Regions from separate parts of the Mus musculus genome. Here region 1 is linked to region 2. The links are chromatin contacts, called in public HiChIP or PLAC-seq maps. All regions are on one chromosome and are shown on one strand. The core of a region is the stretch at or near the end of the contact, and the rest is flanking DNA. Distances in the headings are between cores, read along the strand shown.

Region 1 (4,939 bases), core at 954-3,453, 110 kb before region 2:
CATTTTTCTGGTGCCTCTGTTTAAGGTGGTAGAGATACTGACCAGGATTATGTATAACATTATGAAAGTCCTGTGTTCTCACTGAGAAGATAAAATGAGCTTGAAAAAAAAGAAAAGAAAAGAAAAGAAAAGAAGGAAGGAAGGAAGGAAGGAAGAGAGATGGAAGGAAGGAATGAAAGAACAAAAAAAGAAAGAGGGAAAGAGAAAGAGAGAGAAAAGGAAAGGAAAAGAAAAGAAAAGAAAAGAAAAGAAAAGAAAAGAAAAGGCATTCATAAAAAGAGATTTACAGTCTTAGAGTATCAGCCATAAAATTAATTGCTACTACTGACTTGCTTCATGTTTGCATTTTAATTCTGTATTTGTAGTACCTTTACTGAAGCAGAGACCACTTACTTCTTTGGGGAAGGGCAGATGTGTTTAATGAGGAGGTCTTGACTGTGTTCTTGGTCTGGTGGAGTGTTTCTCCTCTAATGGTCCTCATAAATTGGGTATAAATCACAGGAGAGTAAACAGGAGGACTAGTTTGCCGGCATTTACACCCTTCCTTATCTCAGGCATTTCAGCAGTGCTTCAGCTTAGCTTTCAGCTCTATGGCTGTGCTCGCCAGTATGATGGGGCCTTATCTACAAAAACAAAACAAAACAAAACACAAATAATAATTCTGTAGTTATTAAAAGGTTGAGTAGCACAAGAACAAGTTTCAAAGGTGATGACATAATTTGCTTAAATGGTATCTTCTCAGAGGCAAGCATGGAGAAAGGACCATAAAGTCATCTTAGTGACTATTTGTTTCATTCTAGCTTCATACCAAATAAGTCTATTACTGGGTCTTTTCTCTACAAACAATGCCTGTAGCATCAAATTGCAGAGACTCAGTATTTTTTTAAAAATTATCTTTCAAAGGTGTAGTTGTGCCTGATATCCGTATGAAATTTGTGAGTAGCAGACTCAGCAGGTATGGCAGAGGATCAAGGAATGGCCAATCATGTGTGTTCCTGAGCTTAACTCCTAAATCAACCAATCAATGCAGAAATCACAGTGTGCCATTTCCAAGCCCCATCTATTTCCCTCCTCTTCTGTCTTCCTCTTCTTCCTTGTGGACAGAAGGTACAATCAAAACGTATACAGCCAGCAACATGAGAAATCAAAGGCAGTGGGGGGTTAATGAAGAATGATGCTTACACCCAGAAACAAGCAGGTCAGCAAATAAAAAGCTTACTTTCCAATGGAGTGCCAAAAATACACACATGTCCATAAAAGTCCGTGACTGTTGATATGAAGTGATTGAAAACATTTTTCCATGTTAGTTCAACCGTTCTCTTTGCTCCTATTCTTTCTCTAGTCTCTAAAACAAAAAATGAAAATAGGACTACTATTTCCTGTGTTGAAGTAAAAATGAATTCTGGTTGAATCAGTCTTTTATGTAATTATATTTACCACTTTTGCAGTAATATAAAATTTTGTCTTTATCTCTACCCACCTTTAGATACTCCATTGTTTCTGAAAAACTTGTCTCAAGGGAGAGATATACCGTAAAAATTCTTTCACAGCACATATCCTAGTTGGACTTAACCATCAACTTAACATAGCTAAGATTAATTTTAGAGAGACATTGCCTGGATTAGACCAGCCTAGCAGTGTGTCTGTGAGAAATTATCTTGATTGCTAATTGATGTAGGAGGGCCTAGCCCGCTTTGGGTGATACTTCCCTGGGCAACTGGTCCTTGGTGTAAAGGAAAACTAGCTAAGCATAAGCCTGAGAAGCCAGCAAGTAGCTTTCCATCGTTTCTGGTTCATGTTCCTGCTTGAGTTCCAGTCCTAACTTCCCTCAGTGATGAATTATGGCCTGTCAGCTAAAATAAACCTGTTCATCTCCTAACTTGTTTCTGCACATGATGTTTGTCCCAGAAACCAAATGAAACTACAACAGTACGGTAGCCAGTATTTTAAGACTAAATTTATGTCTTCATATAGTCGGTAACTGTTTTAAGTATAGAATTGGTTTTTTGCTGCATATACAAGAATTAGAGATGGTGTGTGTGTGAGAGAAACGGGGAAATAGTAACTAGTGTCAGTCCTTATCAGCAACTTAACTGTACCAGGCTTTCTATGTTTGGAAGCTCTTTATGGGTCCCCTCCACTCCTACACATGCATTGAAGTACAAGTTGTTCCTTTGCCTGGAATGTTCTACGCTTGGAATGTGATAAAAAGCTGGCCTCTTCTTGCCTATCATATCTCAACTTAATGTCATCCCCTTCCCCAGCCACCCAATCTAAAGCAGCACAGTTGCTTCTGCTAGTCATTTACTTGCTATTGCCTTCGTAGTTTGATGTCCCTCTGAGAGTAGGGACCTTCACTGCCTTTATTTGGTCTTATGTAATAGATGTTCATAAATATTTTTGAATGAATAAAACAAGAGGAAAACAAGAAATGAGAGAAAGAGCTCCCAATTTTAAAGCCACCTCATTTGTTCCACTTAATTTTTCTGTAAATATTTCCAGGACCTCTATTTTTCAAACATCACTAGTTGTTCTCCTTTATAAAACATCTCTCTAACTGCTATTTTTTTTTGTCTCTTCATCTGTTAATAACTGAATGGATGTGAAAAAATTCAGCAAAGTCCCATGTGAGGACCTGTAGAAGTCACTCACTTGGTTGAGTATTTAGCTGCCATGTGTTGTGATAGAACCACAGCTCGTGTCTGCACAGACCACACCAAACCAATACAGTTCCATGCAAAAGAGGTTTATTGTGGGGGAAGGGGACAAAAAGTGGAAACGAGACAAAAGGAGGAAAGAGAGTGAAGATCAAGAGAATCTGCCTTTTATTTAGGCTGTGATGTAACCGCTCGTAGGTAAAGGTGGGAAGTAAACCAGATGGATGCTGGGAATGTGGGAATGTATGGCAATTGCCATGGCAACACATGTACCGGTCTCTGTCACCTATGGGTGACATCACTGCCATCTCTGGATTTGGAGGTGACCTGTAACCATAAAGCCAGTTCCTGATACCAATACCATTCACAAAGCCCTGATTTCTATCTATAACCAGCATCAAAATGGGCATGAATTCCTGTGCCTGTGATCCTGGCACTAAGAAGGTAGAGGCAGGAGGATTAGAGATTCAAGGTCCTCTTCAGCTACATTGCTAGTCAAGACCAGCATGGGCTTGACCTAAACAAGAGACCTTATCTATAGATAGATAGATAGATAGATAGATAGATAGATAGATAGATAGATAGATAGATAGATAGAGCGAGCAGTGGGTAGAATCCGTGTGCAAGCCTAAGTTCAGACCTCCTGAACCCATGTAAAGTACCAACTATGGTGATAATCTTCTGGAACCTCAGAATTAGAGCAGGGAATGGAGACAGGTGGTCCATGAAACTCGTTGGCCAGAAAGTCTAGCTAAATAATGAGCTTTGGGTTCAGTTAAAGACCCTGTCTCAGAAAGAAATATGAAGAAAAATCAAGGATAAATATCTGCTATTAACCTACACCTTTGACTTCTATATACAAAAACATGCATGTGACACATCCATACTAACACATACAACACACACACATACACACACACAAGTAGGGGGCATAGAATAAATGCAAACTTATTTCTCACATACTAGAATCATAGTAGAAAAATTCATCCAGTTACTTAACTCCTTTCTTCATTTTTCCAGTGTTCTCATTTGATTGATGCCTTGCTTTAACCCATTGGGGAGAAAATGAGCCATCTGAAAAGAGGAGGAGACAGGTCCAGCCTCTAGCAAACACTTACAGTGTTAGTTGGCCGGGATACAGTCAAACTGCTGTTTCAAGGTGTTCCTACATGACATATTAACAGCCCATCAGATTACAGGCTCTGATGAAGGGCTGCAGGCTTCTGTGCTACTCCCTTCCTGGCCTGTTTATGTTGGACCAAAGCTCAAACTTCACTGTGTGGCTTGGGTGGCATAATTTAAAAAGCTGAACATTTTTCCATCCTTTAACCTCTCCTAGTTAGGGTTCAAGATCTCATTATATCACCCCTTGACAATAGAACAAAATTGGCTTCCCAGACTCTGCTTACCATAAGCCTTACCTGGTAGATTCAAAAGCAAAACAAAACATGACGGGTAAGGAGAGTGAAGGGAAGCAAAGCCATGTAGAGAAAAGTATGTGCTGCAAATTGTCTAAAATCTGTGGCCATCAGGCCACAGTGAAAAGATGCTTAAACGCACAAGGATATACTCTAAACCCAGAACATGTTCTTTTCTAATATTTTGAGTGCCTACAAAATACTGGGAAATTCTGGACTCAAAGATGAAAGAGGTAAGAGCATTACCTTTGAGTGACCTATAGCCTAGTGATTGCCAGGATGATTTTGGTAAGAAAACACACACACACACACACACACACACACACACACACACACACACACACACACACACCCTTTTAACTTGATACAGAAATAACTGTGAATTTGAACTCAGTGCAGTCCAAAAATACTTTTCTTCTCGGGTCAACATTTACAAGGTGAATTATTTTACCTTTGGTTTTAAAAATTCAGTATGTATCAGCTTAGGTTTCTACTTAAGTGACTTTTATTGTCTTCAAAGAATAGTCAAAGAGCAGTTTAGTAACAGTAAAACTGAAAAACATAAAACCCAAGGGACCTTCAGAATAATATTAGAGGGAAAATGGAGCAGAAACATTAGATGCAGAAATAAAATCACACATACACACACACACACTCACCCAACAGGATCAGGAAGTGGATCAGAGATGATGAATGGCCCCAGGTAGACCAGCTGGCCATACAGCCTCTTTATAAATACCCTGTGGTGACAACTTTACATTAATAGTGTTAGTGTTGGATCTCTTCTGAAACAACCCCTCCCTGAGGCGGGAAGCCTAATCAAGAAACTTCCTGAAGTATGAACTTTTAACTAAGAAATAACAT
Region 2 (4,591 bases), core at 834-3,333:
CTCAAGCAGCCCTCCTTCCTTAGCCTCTGAATAATGGGGACCACAGGCTCACACTATGGCATCTGGTTTAAACCTTAATAAAGTTGAAAACTCAGTTGGAAATGAGACTGAAGATCTATCTCATTTTCCCTCCCTTTTCAGATAAAAATGTGGTATATACCATGTCACTATGGAAACTTGGCTTTACCCATTAAATTTTATATCCATGTGCCTTTTGACCAACAGTCATATTTTTATGTTTTTCCCCATGAGATGTTCAAGGACATAAGTTAGATGGAGAGCTTTTTTCTCACACTCTGTACATCCGTGATCACTGGAAAGAAGGCACTAGCTGAAGGGAACAGGTCCATAGGAAAATAAGCATAAGCTTGGCCCAGTTTTTCTGAATAAGTAAAACCCAGCCTTAAAAGCACCTGCACTACATGTATTTATGGTTGCAAAGCAAAATTTCTGGAAAAAAAATTTCCCAGAGAAGTGGAACTGTGTAAAGACTGGTAATTCTAGGAAAGAATTTTCATTTTTGCACTTGAATTTCCAACACTGAGTGTTTTATTTAGTCATATTGAAAAAATATCAGGAAGGGAACTAGAGAGCTGGGTCTGTGGCTGCGTGCTTGCTGCTCCTCCAGAGAGCCTGAGGCTAGTTCCCAGAACCATATGCTCATTCCCAGCTACATACAACAGCAACACCAGGGATCTGATGCTCTGAGCTGGCTTCCATGGGTCATACACATGCCACATATACATTGCACACATGTGCACACATAAATCTTTTATTTTCAAAGGGAAACTATCAGAAAGAAACTAAGTTCCAGGAATATTTAATTAGCAGAAGTGAGTTTGAGCCTATCCTTCCCAGTCAGTGTTATTCAGGATGGTTCTTTCTTGTTCTGTTTTCAAGACAAGGGCTACTAAGTAAGCCTGGCTGGCCTGGAACTTGCTGTGTAGACCATTCTGGCCTAGAAGTCCCAGAGATCCACCTGCCTCGGCTCCCTGAGTGCTAGAATTTAGGAGTAAGCCACCACATCGAGCTCGGGTTATTACTCGCATTGCTACACCAGTTTCTCGGGATCTCCAAGCTAGAATTTAGCCTGAAGATTCCTTTTACTTGCAAAGAAATGGAGTCTAGAGAAGCAAGAGACTGTAAAGCAAATCCTTGGGGTTGGGTTGGGGGACCAAAAACCCGATAGATTCTCCCCACACAGTCTCTAAGCTCATTTTTGTGCCAGGAGCCAGCTACTCTGACTGGTATTAGGGCCTGTGCTTGAGGGCTCTGAACTGTGGGTAAGCTGTGGGGAGCAACACATTGATCTGGGTTGTCAACAGCTAGAAACTAGAGCTACTGTCAAGAGCTATTAGGCACAGACTTGCAACCTGGCCAAAAAAAAAAAAAAAAAAAATGGCCCACAAGTTTAGGCATAGATCAGCTTTCCAACAGCCTTTGGAAACCACGGATGCAAAACTAATTTGAGGAAAATGAGAGGACACTCAGCATGTGAAGGGAGGAAACGTCAAAAGCAGGAAGTCAGGGTGTGACTGGTCATGACCTCAAGTCATGCTAGCTGGAATTCTGCACCTAAGCATTGCTAGAATTTAGACCTTGAATCTGGAATGTACTTTGACGCTATGCCTTAAATAGTAGTAAGGAAAGGCTTGGACTAGCAAGACATATTTCATACCAAAGAATTATTAAATGGAAGCCTTTTGCAAGTGAGGAGCAGACTCGGCTTTCTGGGTGGACTTGTCTTCCTATCCCACCAGGATCAAAAAGTACCTAGAGCTCTTATTTCAGAAAGAAATCGACAATTCAAGACATACATGGTCTGGGCCACCTTTTATAATTAGTGTGTAAGTTCAAGCAGACACAAATGAGCATAGCTCAAAAGGCGCGTGAAGAGCACTAAGTGTTGTTAATGGAGCTGGGAAGAAGTTATTTGGCAAGTTTTCCTGGAGGGTGTGAGAATTTTTAGTGACTCCCGTTCTTACCAAGAGGGTACCTCCCATCTGAATATAAATGAGCCCTGTTCCACTGGGACATTCCTGAACACAGTGACATTCCAACTGGGCGCAACAGTTGACTTTTGTCTGAGCTTTCCTTGGCAAGTGATAACATCAGAGGAAGAGATAAGACTGCCCCTTGGAGAACTGAGCTGTAACTGGGCTCCAGACTGCCACATGCCCATTGTGTACCTGACAGCTTTCAGATTCAAGCCTGGGTCCCGTGCTTGGGGTGTTTGCGGTGTTTGCAGTGTTTGCGATCGGCTTCTCAAAGATGCCGGATCAGACTCTCTTCATCATTTCAACTCGAGCTGCAGAAGGTCCTCTGTAGTATGCTCTGGATGACTTAGTTAGGGAATAAAAAGTGGGGGAGAGTAAATATTTTGACATGTGGCAATTTTCAGGGTGTGTATTTTCTGTGTATGTATGTAAATGCTGGTGCAGGTACACAGGTACACAGAGGACAGGGGTTGTGATTGTCTTTTGCTTCTTCCTCTATCACTTTCTACCATATTTTTTGAGAGAGGCTCTCTCACTGAATCTTGAGATTACTAATTGACTAGACCAACTGGCCAGTGAGTCCCCTGGACCCGCCTGTCTCCCTCTTCCAGTGCACCATGCTACTCCCAGCTTTTTTTGTTTTTGTTTTTGTTTTTGTTTTTGTTTTTGTTTTTGTCTGGGTTCTAGGTGTTCCAAATGAAGTCCTAATGCTTATACAGCAAGCACTATACCCAGGGAGCCATCACCCCAGCCCTGGTCCTCCCTCATTCTTGCAGAGTACCAAGAAACAAAGGATTTGATGACAAACAGGCAAAGCAGTGTCTGACTCTAAAGCCAGGAGACATATTTTGCCTGGTTCCTGAGAGTTAAACCATCCATCCGCCAGACCCTGAGTGGGGTGAGCTTGTCTTCCACTTCAGTGAGGGAAGCCTGACTTCTGTAGCCCAGCTCCTGAAAGTAGGGAACCAACTTTCTCTCTCCGTTCTTACTGCCCAAGACAAGCTAAGCCAGGAAGAACCCAGTTCTTTGTCTCTCAAGTGGGTTAATAGTATGTCTGAGCCTACCCTCCTCAAACTGCTTTCAAAGTTCCTCTAAAGATGGCAATTCTTCACATTCCCAGCATAGTTGGAAAGCTTGGAAAACCCCAGGCCGGTGCTGGGAAAGCCCATCCCCTTTTGAGGCATACAATTGCTTACACTGTGACTTCTCATCTTAGTCTGAGTCTGTCTTCTGGGTCTGACTGGGGAGCAGCAGAATGATGTGGGAAATCGCAGGTACTTCTGACTCCCACTTAATAGGAAGGGTCCTCAGACCCTGTGTACCTAACGCTGAGTCAATGAATCTGGCCCATGTGTCACTGAAGCACAGAGAGGCCGTTGTCAGCCAGATTACATCCGATGCGTCACATCCTACCGTGCCCCACTCTGCCTGTGTCTCTGTGGACTCTCTCTTCCTTTCCTGGCTATCTGAAACCTGCCCATTGTACCTGTATTTGTTTAGGGACTGTGAACCCATAGTCTGACTTTTATTTTCTCTGTCTTCAGAAGCAATCAATCTCTCTCTCCAATAAATCAGAAGTGACCTACATATGTAAAATGAATGAAAGAGGCAAAAATAAAGTCAGTTGGTAGGTTGGGGTGCCAGTTCAGTCTCTTGTGAGTTCATTTTCTTGCTCCCCTACACATTTGTTTTTGTTGGAAAACCCACCCCAGCACTTTAATGCATAACTTATCAGAGCCCCTTGAAGTTAGAGCCTCAGAAACCCCTCTTACCCTCATCTGACAAGCACGCAGTTAACATCAGTAACAACTAACAAGTAGCTGTCATCCAGCAAACAAAATCATGCTGAGCCAGCCTGGCACTTCAGTTCTCTTGGAAGTGTGCTAAGGCTTCCTAGAAAATGAGGCGACAGCTCGATGTTAGGGACAAAGAAGGAGAGGGCTCTAAAACACAAGGTCCACGGAAGCCCAGCTTTCTCACACAAGCATGTAACTTTGCTGACACTGGACTGGCTTCCTAAGTATGAGGTGCAGGAAGACTAGTGAAACAGAAAGGACACAGCACCCTTCTCCCCGGCCATCTGGTCTGTACAAATGGTGCATAGTTTGGTTGCAGAGATGACGCTGTGAATGGTGGCTAGGTTCTTTAGCACTGAACCTAGACCAAGTATGTAGTAAAAGCTCCATCCATATCCTAGGTTGACTGAAGAGGGGTGGGCAAGAGGGACGAATGCAAATCAGCAGTGAGGAGGGAGCTAGCTCCAAAGCTCCTAGTATTTGTGAGTGTTCATACTTGTTCTTTGACCTTGAAGTTTGAGTTATTTAGCAATACTTCCTAAACTTTGCCTTGAGCCATGATGATCGATTTAGTCTGTTTGGAGGGCTTTTAGGTAGTTGAATTAAGTGCCTGTCACCTGACCTACTTAAGTTTTGGAGGTAGTAGTGAGTGGAAAGCCTATGCACTGAGCTCATCAGATGGTGGGCTCTGTGCAGGAAGTATCTTTCCTCTTGCCTCGGTTGTTTTGGTTATAGTCATTGTTCACGATTAAGCTTTGCAGAAAAATGTGAAGTGAGTCAACTCTGAGGGTCCATAAA

Evidence for each region. HiChIP or PLAC-seq counts read pairs in DNA pulled down with a chosen protein or histone mark.
Region 1: an H3K27ac HiChIP or PLAC-seq map of heart atrium shows a contact between it and region 2, with 5 times the contacts expected there. The contact joins two enhancer-like sites. A contact is called at or near these places in 1 of 15 datasets of contacts at CTCF or cohesin (the NIH/3T3 cell line), 1 of 484 Hi-C or Micro-C datasets (nephron progenitors) and 8 of 115 datasets of contacts at active chromatin or transcription factors (bone marrow-derived dendritic cells, embryonic fibroblasts, embryonic stem cells and 4 more).

What each region holds. Positions count from the first base shown.
Region 1 is chr8:61,678,670-61,683,608 of GRCm38.p6, reverse strand. The region is part of intron 10 of Palld (palladin, cytoskeletal associated protein); the gene reads left to right. It overlaps Gm51575 (a long non-coding RNA gene), which reads right to left. Exons shown (of 3, transcript XR_003947553.1): 3 at 1-623. Among named protein-coding and RNA genes, the nearest start is that of Gm51576, 4.4 kb to the left of the region's middle. Within about 2 kb of position 2,203, at least 9 of the 459 cell types and tissues checked have an H3K27ac peak or open chromatin away from gene starts, as enhancers often do. A contact at or near this core is called in heart atrium, where this site is marked.
Region 2 is chr8:61,572,228-61,576,818 of GRCm38.p6, reverse strand. The region is part of intron 10 of Palld (palladin, cytoskeletal associated protein); the gene reads left to right. Among named protein-coding and RNA genes, the nearest start is that of Gm35254, 46 kb to the left of the region's middle. Within about 2 kb of position 2,083, at least 64 of the 459 cell types and tissues checked have an H3K27ac peak or open chromatin away from gene starts, as enhancers often do. A contact at or near this core is called in heart atrium, where this site is marked.